Regions from separate parts of the Mus musculus genome. Here region 1 is linked to region 2. Evidence: chromatin contacts called from public Hi-C data. All regions are on one chromosome and are shown on one strand. Each heading gives the region's core, a stretch centred on a gene start, on an enhancer-like site or on the middle of the called end of the contact. The rest is flanking DNA. Distances are from core to core; before and after follow the strand shown. Region 1 overlaps 1700112H15Rik (RIKEN cDNA 1700112H15 gene). Region 2 has its middle 18 kb from the start of Gm34229.

Region 1 (6,375 bases), core at 462-2,961, 81 kb before region 2:
AACCGCAAGGGGCTTCAGGGCCAGCCGAGTTCTTCCTCAGAGCTCTGAGAAAGCCACAGCGAGATCCTTTTCTTCTGGTAGCTATAAGAAAGTGCTCGAAATGTGTTGGCATAGATGACTGTTCTCTATTAAAAGTAGAAGGAATAATAAATTCATAGTGAACATCTTTAGGAAGATGTATGCTACAGTTCTGGAAGTGTGAAAGTCAAGAGAAGGTGAGAAAGCACAACTCCCACAACACACAGACACATGGGCACACACACACTCACACACACAAAGGAAACAACAACAAAGACCAAATTGCTATGAGCCACTATGACTCAGAGTTCACCAACAGGGAAGAAACATATAAATTAGGGGAAAAGTTCCTCAAAGTTCCTGAAAGAGATTACCATTATTTCCTGTTGGTGTCCGGGCAGAGCTGATGGTGGCTCAAGGGGGCCTCCGCTGGTTTAGAAGAATCCTGAAATTTCATGTGGGCTATTTTTTTTTTTCTTTTTTATGGTGGAAAATCAAGCAGAGTCAAAACAAGAAAGGAAAGCTCTCCCCTCCCCCCTCCTTTTAATATCGTTTTCAGTAGCACAATGCATTAAAGCAAGGCATTTTTTTTCCCTCATAGTAATACGGCTTCAGGACATGATTTAGATGGAAAATTTAAGTAAGATTAATGCAATTTATTATCCGACAGGATATCCCTACAAGCCACACTATTTGGCTGAATTTTAGATTCCCAATCTAATATTTCAGATGAGATTTCCAGATGGGTGTCTTATTCCTCTATTAGTTTAGTCAGGGTGATGGAGAGTTTGTAAAACAGGAGAGGTTAAACTAGTTTTAACACTTGATTAATCATTGAAATTACATTGTTACTGCCTGAGTCCACTGGATGTTGTTTATTAAGGGGGCTCCCTAAGACCCAAAGCCAACACAAACTACAGGCGCTTTTCCAACTTGGCTAATTTATTTGATGACTTCTTCAAAGGGATTTTTTTTTAAAAGTAAATTTATGGTTACATTGAAAAGCTGCTCAAAGCTTTCTGTTTGGTTTTCAAAATACTAAAGTGTGGGATTATAACACTGAAAAGAAAATAGGTATGGGCACACTACACACACCACACACAGACACACACATACAGACACACATACAGGCACACACAAGGACACACAGGCACACACAGACATACACAGACACATAACACACACAGACACATATACACAGACACACACAGACACACACACAGACACAGACACACACACCTCTAAATTCTAATTTCCTGAAACAATATTGAGAAGGTAAATCTTTAAATACAAAATGTATGAATAATTGCTACTTCCTCCCAGAGACAACATGAAGCCTTCCAAGGTGACAAACCAGACATATATACTCTGCCATTTTATAAACCACTGGCCAGTGAACCAAGGGAAGCTAATGCCAGTGTGCCCAGTAAAGCTGTATAGAGAGAAGTATGTGCTGGGGAAAAAGGCACAAATAAGCGCATGCGTACGGGAGGAAGGCTGGGTGCAGACACTGGACAAACCTCCAAACCAGAGCTTCTTTTGTGGATACGAAAATTTCCTGAAGTCTGGGCTTGGTAAATTGATTACAATCTCTTCTCAGAGACCTATCAGGAGAAAACGAGTGAGTTGCAGACATAAATATGAATTCCAGAGCCCAACTCATAAATGAATTCCTAAATGCTGACCGAGCCAGAACCGAGCATTGGAAAACCACTTGGCAGGAACCATTAGTTTCAAAATGAGATGAACTGCTCTATTTAGCCCTCATTGAAAACTTTACAGAAACGCCAGATTTCCATAAACACAGGTTTCCTTGAGTTTCCAGGGCTTTGATTAACTGGTGGACAAGAGCTTCGCAGACACAGATTTTTTGTGTTATATTCAGCCTGGATGGGTTTGGGATCTGGAAACCAACACAGAGTAGTCCCTTGCCTTTCTGGGATGTTAACTCTTCCCTGACTTCCAGAAGGCTCCTTTTGTTATAGGGAGTTTGGAGAATTAAGAATTAGTTTAGGGTTTAAAAACGCGGTTATAGATCATATTCCTGTCAGCTGTGTCATCATCTGTTAAGCTTTTTATGACTGATTGACAGCCTGCTGCTTTATGGTTTGGCTCTAATGCCCCAAAGGAATGAGAATTAAAAAATACACTTCTGTCCTTACTGAGAAAGTCATAAAGCTGTGGCCTCGGCTCAGTAAGGAGATTGCTTGCAAGACATATTTTCGTTTTTAAATGTGTTTTCATTTTTCTTCTTTCGGCCATATTCCTCCATTGATCCTGGCACTCCAGACGGTCTCTAAAGTCTGTGCAGCTTAGATGCTCATCACCAAACGTTCTGCCTCTGCTTCTCAGCCTCCCCTCCTCCTCTTCCTCTCCTCCTCCTCTCCATCCTCCTCCTTTTTCTTCTTCTTCTTCTTCTTCTTCTTCTTCTTCTTCTTCTTCTTCTTCTTCTTCTTCTTCTTCTTCTTCTCCTCTTCCTCCTCCCTCCTCCTCCTCCTCCTCTTCTGGCTTCCAAGTTTAAGTCAATAAAAAACAAAATAAATTTGAAGAGTAAAGAGCCAGTTTTCTGTGTTCTAAAAAGCTGTTTCCTTCCAAGCAAGTGAGTTTGTAGGCCAGGAATGGCGTGAGTTATAACATGGATTTTGTGGCCTCTGTAAGCATCTTCCACAGTTTGTTCTGTGCTTGATACTGTTCCATGGGACATTAAATGACAGAGATTATGCAAGATGAGAAGATGAGTTAAGCTGGCTGCTGTTTTCCTTAGAGCGGTTGAAGCTTTCAATGGGAGGACCAAGAGGAATGAGGAAGCCAGGCACAACATAACATGGAGTTCCGACAGTACCCAAGCAAGCTGGTGTGCTGTGGAGACACCTGGGTCAGTAAGAGTGCTTGCTGCACAACAGTGGGGCCTGAGTTCAAGTTCCCTGGATCCACATTAGAAGCTGAGTGTGGTCCCATTTGCTCCTGTAACTCCAACACCAAGGACGGGGATGCAGACAAGGAGAATACATTGACTCACTGGCTTAGTCCTATGTTAGTCCTATGTTCAGTGAGACAGATCTGTCTCAAGGGGATAAGGTGGGAAGGTGGGAGGTGATAGAGAAAGACCCTTGACATCTCCTGCTGTCCCTTCTGCACAAGTACACAAACATTCTCTCTCTCTCTCTCTCTCTCTCTCTCTCTCTCTCTCTCTCTCTCACACACACACACACACACACACACACACACACACACACACACACACACAGGAAAGGAGGAGGAAGGGAGTAATCAACACATTTGACTTCAGTTTTAATTTATTTCTGGATAGTAGAAACTCATATCCTTGTGTGAATGAACTGGATCTTACCAGAGAGTTCTCTAAAAATGTCAGCTCTGGTTGCAGGAGTGACATTAAAGCCATCTTCAGTCAGGCAAGAGATCAGTTTTCCTCTAGAGTACTGGCAGCAAGAGCATCCCCAGGGTTGGGAAGAGCTGGGTTCGGTCCAGAAAGGGCAAGTGAGCAGCAACTGAGCAGTGCTCCCTAGAGCTGAGTTCTCAAGCAGGGCAGTGTGGAGACTTCATTCTAGATTCGTCCTGACGACTCCATACATTCAGTGTTTGATTCAGACCTTCCATGCAGCATCCTGGTAAGGGATGGAGAAAGGAAGTGCCTGCCTCCTGTCTGCATCCTCCACCCTCCTTTCTCCTGCCTGCTCCCCCTCCCTCCAGCCCCTCCCCTCCCCTGGTCCCTCCCTCCTGCCCCCTTCCTCCTTTGCTTCTGTCTTTAGGGACTAACTGGGAGGTTGATCAGAGTCAAACCATCCAAGTGACTCAGTGCTTTTTTTGCATTCCCAATCTTTTTAGTTCTCTTTTATGAGTCATTTGTGAGAGATGCATTTCAAAGGCAAACATAAGATCAGGCAAGCTCTCAGAAACAGGCCCTAACCTAGAGAATCAGTTGCATACTTATAAGGGACACAGTAGTAGCTCTTCTTGGACTTACTACCCTGTGGGATAGTGGAGACCCACCCTTGCAGACTTCTATCATCTCTGTCTGAGCACCCTGAGAAATCTCATTCCTTCCTTTGAGTGGGAACAGGATTCTTGGAATGGAGAGTTTTCTGGAAGGACAGAAAAATACACTGATTGGATAAAAGCTGGCTGAGCTGAGAGAAGGTAGCAGATCCCTCAGTGGTGAGCCTGAATCTGCATGTTGTCATGGTCACTGTTCTATGGCTATGAAGAGACATCATGACCAAGGCAACTTATAAAGAAAGCATATAATTGGGGTTTGCTTACAGTGTCAGAGGATGAGGCCATGACATTCAGGCTTCATCACATTTATTTATAAATTATTTAATATTTATATTAATATTATATTATATTTATTTATTAATTTTATTTAATATTATTTATATTTATTTCTTATAGTCCTCTGTGCTGCAAACAGACTCTGCTGCATGCTACTGCCTGCCTGCCTACTGTGAGCTGAGGTGTGCCTGCTGTTCTGCTGTAAGTTGCTTCTGTCAGGTACTGTGGTCACAGAGACAGAATAACCAATACAGAGTGTTTGGGTTGAAACATGCAAGAAGCTGGAAGGTATACCTCTGCCTTCGTTCTCCAGTGTCCCATGGAATCCCAACCAGCTCTCACATCAGTTCAAGCTACAGAGATGTGAAACATGCAGTTAAGCTAGACTTGTGTCTAACTTCCCTTGAATACCAAAGGCTAAGGTTACAGGTGATGTTAAGAGTCCCTTAAAACAACAGTCTCTTCACATCCCGTAGAGTCCACCAAGTACAAATTAATTTAACAATATTAAAATGTAACCAACATGTCATGTTTGTGCATCCTCAGTACAATGAATTGTAGTGCTTTCTTTTATGTGCACATTGCCAAATTATCTAGTTGCATATATTCACACACATTCTCTCTCTCTCTCTCTCTCTCTCTCTCTCTCTCTCTCTCTCTCTTTCACACACACACACACGTTCAGTTTCACTATCAATCAGAGAAATCTACAATGACATGTCATGTAACTCCAGTTAGGATGGATATTACCACATGCACACATGCACACACACACACACAGAGCACACACACAGAGCACACACACACACACATACGCACACACACACAAAGACAACAACAACTAACAAAACAAAGGTAGAAGGTAATGTGAATAAAATAGAATTCTTGTACACTACTGATAGAAACATAACTAATATAGTTAATGTGGATAGGAGTATGGAAGTACCACACACACACACACACACACACACACACACACACACACACACATCTGGAATACTCGCACAATCTGGCAGTCCTGTTCCTTGGTGTATATGTGAAGAAATGGAGATCAGAAAGTTTGCTGGGAGCCCGCATTACTTTCTCCCTATTGTTTCTAGTCTGTGATTTTCAGGTCTGACCTATTTATTTCTTATAGTTCCTCTAATATGTTCACTTTCCCATTCCAAAGTGCATCTCACAGAGCCTCTGCTAACATTTCTCTCTTTGATCCACAGCCCTGGAGAAATTGTTTTGAAGATACAGTTGTTTCTACTATCCAGCTCACCTGTTTGTTACTTAGTGGAGTTGAAAGTTGTGACCCTCAAATAGCTACTTACTCAACTACGTTTTCACAAATAGGTTTTGTTCTTGCTTTTTAAAAACTAGTACTGCAGATGTGATGCAAGGCCAAAGTACATCAAGCTGGTAGTAGGATTTGTCTTCGTCTACACGGAGCTGCTTTTCCAGGCATGTAAAATGTGAGAGTTAATGGGTCATAGAGATATCCATCAAAGTTGCAGAATATCTCTGAGGTTGGGCATATGTGTGGCAGCACCAGAGTTCCTGCAGAGAGCTCCGGACTGAGCTATACGGGAACTGTGAAAATGAGGCCTAAGGATCAACAGAGTCCCCAGAATAAAAGAGGAGCCAAAATCACGAGGCATTCATCAAGTAAAGTTGTAGTCACTGAATGGAGGCAGCTGGAGGTCACATGTGCTCAATGCAAGCTGGAGGGATAGGGCTCTCTAATTTCCATTGGACCTAGATAAGGCCATCAATATCTCCAGATGTTGTGCGTGGAGCTTGGTCTCTTCCCTGTTGGCTTTGGGTCTTACTTATTTCTAGTCTTTCCTTGATAAGGCTCCACTATTCCTTTTAGGAATGAGAATGTGTATTCTGTGGTATTGAATATGGAGGTAGATAACTTGGTGTGTTGGTTGGTTGGTTTTTGTTTTCTAAAGTTTATCAGGGCTCACCGAAAACAGTTTGTCTTTAGAGATTTAGGGCTATTTACAGTTTTAAGATGGTTATAAAAATTTTGGAAATTGGACTAAATGCATTTTGTATTATGAGATGTTCGTG
Region 2 (6,518 bases), core at 32-2,531:
TCTCTTAGAGGACCAGAGTTCTCACCACCAACATCAGGCCGTTCACAATCTACTATAACATCAGCTGCAGAGGATTTGATGTCCATTTTTAGCCTCTAAATGACCCTCTAATGTAAGTGCTGGCGCCTACACACAAATAAATAAATAACAAAACGTTTTTTTTAAAGTCATGGGGAAATGTCATTAATATGTATTAAATCAGCACTGGTGAATTCATATTAAATGTGTGTGAGGGCTATGGTATACTGACGTGGTCCGTTCCTGCGGATGAAAGGCTCCGCATTTAATCCCACGCAGGGCAAGAGGAAGGCAAGAATCAGTTGTTACATAGGCTGGACAAAAAAATCTCAAGATTTGAAAATTCCGAGGATATAGGATTAGTCTATTTGTATTGTTCTGGGTTGGGCCTGGGCCGCAAAAGACTCACAGAGCCTTGTTTTAAAACCTCTGGGCCGGACAAATTCTGAACTTCAGAATTTGGGGATCTGGGAGTGGTCACATGGTATGGGCATGGCGTGTTACAATCCACAGTGTAGTCAGATGTAGCAGACTGTGCCCAAGTGTGGGCACATTTTTAAAGATGTGGAATCAAGGTGTTTTCTCCCTAGACTGTAGGAGGAAAATCCGTGTGTGTTGTGTCAGTTCAAGTCAAGATTTACCACCATATGAGCGGAGCTCATGTAAAGTGTTCTCGGCTGAGTGAGGAAGAAAGAAGGAATGAACTGTGGAAAACACACCAGGAGCTGTGGACTCTGTACAGACTGGTCGGTCCAAGCTAATACAGGAGCCATGGTGGGCAGCCTGTATTAGGTCACATGACCTGAGGTTTCACAGGCCCTTGGTTCAGTTCCTCCCACATCTGCTCATCTTCCTATTAGGAGACTGTTTTGTTGTTTTCTTTATTTAACAAAAGATTTATCCTATTTGTGTGTGTGTGTGTGTGTGTGTGCGTGCGCGCGCGCGCGCGCGCGCGCGGGCACATGTATGCTTTGTGTGTGTGTGCACCCATGGAATCCAGAACTGGGCCTCACATTCCCTGGAGCTGAAACTACAGGCATCTGTGAGCCTTGGGATCTGGGTGCTAGCATCCAAACTACAGTCATCTGACAGAACAGCGATAGCAAGCTGTCTTAATGACTACCTTACCCCTTCAGCTCTTACTGGGAGATTTCTGGTGAGAACACATTGGTACACTTTCCCCTCTGACAGCATTCAGTAGTACTCTGTCACACACACCCTCCTTCCTGTGAGTCAGGGAAGCAGGCCTGAGGTTTTAGGAGGGGCAAAGGAGCATGTACTCTGGGAATAAGCTGGCCCAGCCTCTCAGAAGGAGTATAGTACTCCACAGCAAGAACTCACAGTATTGCTAGAACACTAGCTATGTGGGACCACCCCCTGGGGCTTTGTAAAATTCTAATTGCGAGTGAGTCCTAGGAATGACAAACATTTTCTCAGATGATAAACCAAGTCTCAGCCAGGAATCTCAGGGAATGGGGGATTTAAAAAATCAGCTCTGATGGTTGGTGCTTGTAATCCTGGTACTTGCGAAGCCGAGGTGGAAAGTTGCTGTGAGCTCAAGGCTAAGCCCTGGCTGAGTAGTGATTTCCAGGGCAGCATGTGTTCAAAAAAAAAAAAAAGCTCCCAAACACCTTAAATAATCCAACGATCCCAAGCATCTTGTCCAAGAAGCTGGGAGACAGCTTTGGTGGCCCCTCTACCCTCCTCTGGTCATTGCTAGATCCCTATCCTTGCCATGCTGTGTTCAGAGAGACCATGAGGGGTGTGCTGCAGACCCCACACAGCTTTCCAGCAATGAAATGTCCTCAGGTATTTCAGCATGGAATTCCCTCTGCAAGGGATCGTTGTGTAGAAGGAAGCCTCACGCTCAATGTTATCTTCACTGTCTCCTGTTTTATTCCTTCAGATGTATGATAGCTTTAAGTTCCGTCCCACAAAAAATACTTATGCCACCATCCAAGAGTAGGCTTTTCAGGGACATTTGCAAACTGGATGCACTGAGCAACTGCTTCTTTCGGACTTTCTCTCAGGATCCCAGGGACCTCAGAAGGCGCCTCGGTTTGAGAAGCACGGACTTTATGTGTTCTTCTAATACTTCATCCTTTGCCCTTCAAGGTGGACCCCGGGTACTGTGTTGACCATTGTCTGCTTCATCTATATCTCTGAACTAGGTCAAATAGATACAGATCATGACTGCTGTAGAAAGGGGTTTGGAGGAACCCCATAACAATTATCTTTTAAACTTTTGGTTTGTTTGTTTGGAAACTGAAGCCTCTCACTGTTAAAGGGCTTTCTTAAGATGATAGACCATCCTTGAACTCGACTAGTCATATAGAATGCACAGGAGCACACAGAGCATTCTGCACCCACTAACTACCTTTCTCTCCTTCCATGTGACCTGAGCGGATCAGGTCAAGTTGTGCAATCTCTACAAACTGAGGCAAATACATCTCCAACTTCTTTGAGCTGCTGGGGTTCCTTTAAACACTGTATACTCAGTTAAAAATACTCTTACTAGTTGCTTGGCTTTGGGTTCGGGTCAAGTATCCTGCCTCCATGTGTGTCTGGTGTAGCCCTTCTTAGAGATGCGGAACAGAAGGAGGAGGACGTGTTGTGATTGGGTTGTAGCTCACCGGTAGCTTGCCTAGCATGAAGGACGCTCTGAGTTCAGTCCCCAGGATCATACAAAGTGGTCACAGTGGTACGTGCTTAGGATCCTGTCACTTGCAAGGTAGAGAAGAGAGGATCAGAGGTTCCAGGCTATTCATTCTCTGCTGTGGAGGGAGGTGAGGTCAGGCTTGGAAACATGAGACCATGTTAGGAAGGAAAGAAGGAAGAAAGGAAGGGAGAGTGGAAGGGAAGGTGGGAGAGATGGCTCAGTGGTTAAGATTAGTGTTTATAATTTTCACAGAGGACCAGGTTCAGTTCCCATGGAGGAGCTGGAGTCTGTAACTCTAGGTCCAGGGGACAGATGCCTCTTCTGACCCTTGTGGGCACTCTGAGCACGTGATGCATGCACATACACTCGGGTGTGCGTATATACACACACACACACACACACACACGCTATTTTTAATATGAAAGGAAGAAAGGAAAGGAGAAAAAAGGAAAAAAGAAAAGAAAGAGAGAAAGAGAGGAAGGAAGGAAAAAAGGAAGGAAGGAAGGAAAGAAGGAAGGAAGGAAGGAAGGAAGGAAGGAAGGAAGGAAGGAAGGACAAAGGAAGAAAAAAGGAAAAAGAAAACCAGGGCTCATAGGAATGGAATGTTCAATAATTATTATAGGAAACACTATTCTACAGTATTTTGAAATCTTAATTTCAAAGCTGTCTTCCTACCTGCTTTTCTTTGACTGGTTAACGACAGGACCCATGTAAGTTAGATTATAGGAAAATCATTATTTTTCTCTTACTTTAAGCCTATATGACAATGAAATAGTTCCATAGTATTTGACAGAAGAAGATAGTTGAACTTTGGATTCAACGTTTTAATACCAGCCTGCTTGGGATGAACAGATTGAGAGAGAACTGGGCCCTATTTAGATCTCTCATGATATCTTTTAAAGATGAAAAAAACAGCCTAGGAGATAAAAAAGAAAAAAACAAAAACAAAAACAATTACTTATTTTAGATTTAAGATGTTTAAGAGCCTGTGGAAAACCCAGTTGCCTTTTGCCTCTCAGTAATGTTTTCGGCAGGCACGGAAGTCTGTATCCCTTTGCAGCTTTCCTTAATGACAAAGGAGCCCTGTGCAGGACCGGGAAGGACATTAACCTCCGCTCACCCTCAGCCATAGCCTGTGATCATGATGTACCAAGTCTGCCTGCGAGCACCGACAAACGCAATTAACTCTCGGAGAGTTTGTCAGACATCTGGACCTTTGGCACCCACAACCAAAACATCTGGACATTTGTTTGAGTTCTCTCCTTGTTTTCCAAGTTTTGATACAGTGTCCCAGTCATCACTGGGACCCAGCACTTCCTATGGCGCTAAGCCAGGCTAATGGCTTCCCCTGCATCTGCCTGCTTCACCATCACCAGATCCAATTAATCCTTGGCCAACGATGAATCCTTTCACACAGAACAGTGCTTAGGATTGGCATCGAACCCAGATGCCCGAGAGCAAGCCTTGGGCTCCTCACAGAGTCTCATGTTGCTCAAACAGCCACAGAGAGTCAGGGTGATACGGAGTGTCTAGTTGGTATGATGTTACACCATTGAAAGAAAGAGTGTCCAACATCAAAGTTCACAAAACCATTCAATGATGTCACCATTGTTAGCCAGGCTGGTGGAATACCATTCTGTCCATTACTGGTTGTTGATGTAGAAGTGTTCAACTTCAGCTGATGGTTGTTTACCTCAAGTTTTCCATGTCAGAAATTAACAAAAAAGAAAAGCTAAAAAAAAAAATACTTGTATCTGCTTTGTCAGGTAAAATAATTTTAACGATGAACTGCCTGTGGTGGCGTACACATGCAATCCCGCCTCTCAGGGACTGAAGGAGGAGGATCACAGGTTCAAGGCCAGCCTGAACTACATGCTATTAAAAATTAAGTAACGAAATCAAAGAAACCAAAATTTCAAATAAAGCTTGGTACCTGGGTCAACGATGAGAAACTTTGAACTCTTTCCTTAGTCTGGGTTTCAGTTTTAGCTCTGTAACCTTGAGCAATCTGCACACGGCTTTAAGCCTCAGTGTCTTCACCTTCAGGACATCAGAAATACTCATCAGCTTCGTTTCTCTTTGTCAAAAGGCTGCATCAAATGATGGTGGGATTCAGCTTGGCAGAGCGTGGGCTCGAGACTACCACTTAACGGCTGCCGTCCAAATATTTGCCACAACCTAAGTTAGCAGGCGAAGGACCTGGAAGTTAATCCGCCAGAGGCTTACTCCTGCCAGGGAGGACCAGAGGAGGTCAGAGAAACCCCTTTGGCTTTCATCATTTCTCCTTGTTTAAGTCTCTTCATAGTTCAAGAAGGAAGCAGCTTCCAGGCCTCTATTACTACTGCCCCCTGCTGGCTGGGGAGGGAAAGACTGGAGGCCCGAGATGAAGCACAAGTTGCCTCCTCTGGGCCTCTCTTCTCATGCTTCTCTTTGCCAGGTCCTCGGGTTTCTTTAAATATTAAAGCCAAATAGGCTCCTATAAAAAGACGTGAGGGCATGAATACCATCATTGCCTCTTCAGTACTGTAAAATTTTATGGTTATGTAGGAACTCAATATTAAAATAAAAAGCCACAAGGAAATTCCTCTGGATAAATAATTAGTTGTACTCGGAGACAGATAGAAGGGGCAATGAATTTCTCTCTTCTCTCTTCTCTCTTCTCTCTCTCTCTCTCTCTCTCTCTCTCTCTCTCTCCCTCCCTCCCTCCCTCCCTCCCTCCCTCCCTCCCTCCCTCTCTTTCTCTGACTTTTCAGCATAGACAGATGGTTTACGCATCTTCAGCATCCAGGGCTTTTGGGGAAGCGTTATATAACCTCAGAGCAGTCACCAAATGAAATAAGAAATTCCTCGTTTGGCAGACAGAGCTCGAGTATAGAGTTCATAAACTTTAAGAAGGCTCCCAAGTCCAAAATCAGAGACAACCTGCTCCAAGTCAGCTCCCATTTGCACTTAATTAGGGAGTGTGTTTTGGAGGTCAGTGAAAACCAGTGGAGTATGTTTTCATAATAACTTTCCTCACAATAAAATTATTTAGGAGGCAGCTGTCCAACTTTTTCTGGAATGAGGGCAAGAAAAATGAGGACACAGAGTGAAGTTATTGGATACCTTATCTGGAACTGCCCAAAGCGTTGTCTGGGATCCAAAGAACACACAGTACCTTCTGGATTAGGGGAGAGGAGCCAAGTGCTTTTATAGTCTCAACAATTTTCTTAACTGTGCAATTTTGCTTTATTGCTAACAAGTAAGTGAAGCAGTTTTGAGGATTTCAGATACTGGAGAACAAAAGCCGGCCTGGAGCTGTAACCGTGTCATTCTTCCTGAAGGAAAGCAGGAAGGGCTTGGATTGAGGACAACCCAAGAGTCAGGTTTGGAGAAAGCAGTCAATAGTGAGACTTAGGAATGGTCGCTGTGTGCACCTGAGCTACTCAGAGAGAACACAGAGTGTGGGGCACACTGGGCATCGGTGCCTCTGAGGACAGAGTTTTACATGGTGTTGTCCTTGCTCAGAGCTCTAGAGAATAGAAGAAATCTGAAGGCACACATTCCCTAACATTTTAGGTAAACAAATCCTAACAATATTTTAAGTTCTTTGTACCTATTTAAAATTGTTTATTTTTCCATAGGTTTTGATCACATTTCACCTCCTTGATTCCTCCCAGATCTTCCCCACCTTCATACCCACCAACTTCATGTTCTCTCTCTCTCTCTCTCTCTCTCTCTCTCTCTCTCTCTCTCTCTCTCTCAAATGACAAGAACAGAAATGAAAAAATGTAAATCAAACCAAACAAAAACCCAGTAATATTTAAAAAATGCCAAAATGAAACACACACACACACACACA

The links. A called contact is a pair of places that touch in the nucleus more often than the background predicts.
Region 1: a contact with region 2 is called in a Hi-C map of tail fibroblasts, with 1.9 times the contacts expected there. The contact joins two enhancer-like sites. A contact is called at or near these places in 7 of 484 Hi-C or Micro-C datasets (adipose-derived mesenchymal stem cells, brown adipocytes, macrophages and 4 more) and 2 of 115 datasets of contacts at active chromatin or transcription factors (effector CD8 T cells and fibro-adipogenic progenitors).

The regions. Positions count from the first base shown.
Region 1 is chr1:184,528,222-184,534,596 of GRCm38.p6, reverse strand. It overlaps 1700112H15Rik (RIKEN cDNA 1700112H15 gene), which reads left to right. Exons shown (of 6, transcript NR_040472.1): 3 at 2,783-2,893; 4 at 4,432-4,512; 5 at 5,529-5,760. Among named protein-coding and RNA genes, the nearest start is that of 1700112H15Rik, 26 kb to the left of the region's middle. Within about 2 kb of position 1,711, at least 24 of the 459 cell types and tissues checked have an H3K27ac peak or open chromatin away from gene starts, as enhancers often do. A contact at or near this core is called in tail fibroblasts, where this site is marked.
Region 2 is chr1:184,446,609-184,453,126 of GRCm38.p6, reverse strand. No RefSeq gene overlaps it. Among named protein-coding and RNA genes, the nearest start is that of Gm34229, 18 kb to the right of the region's middle. Within about 2 kb of position 1,281, at least 20 of the 459 cell types and tissues checked have an H3K27ac peak or open chromatin away from gene starts, as enhancers often do. A contact at or near this core is called in tail fibroblasts, where this site is marked.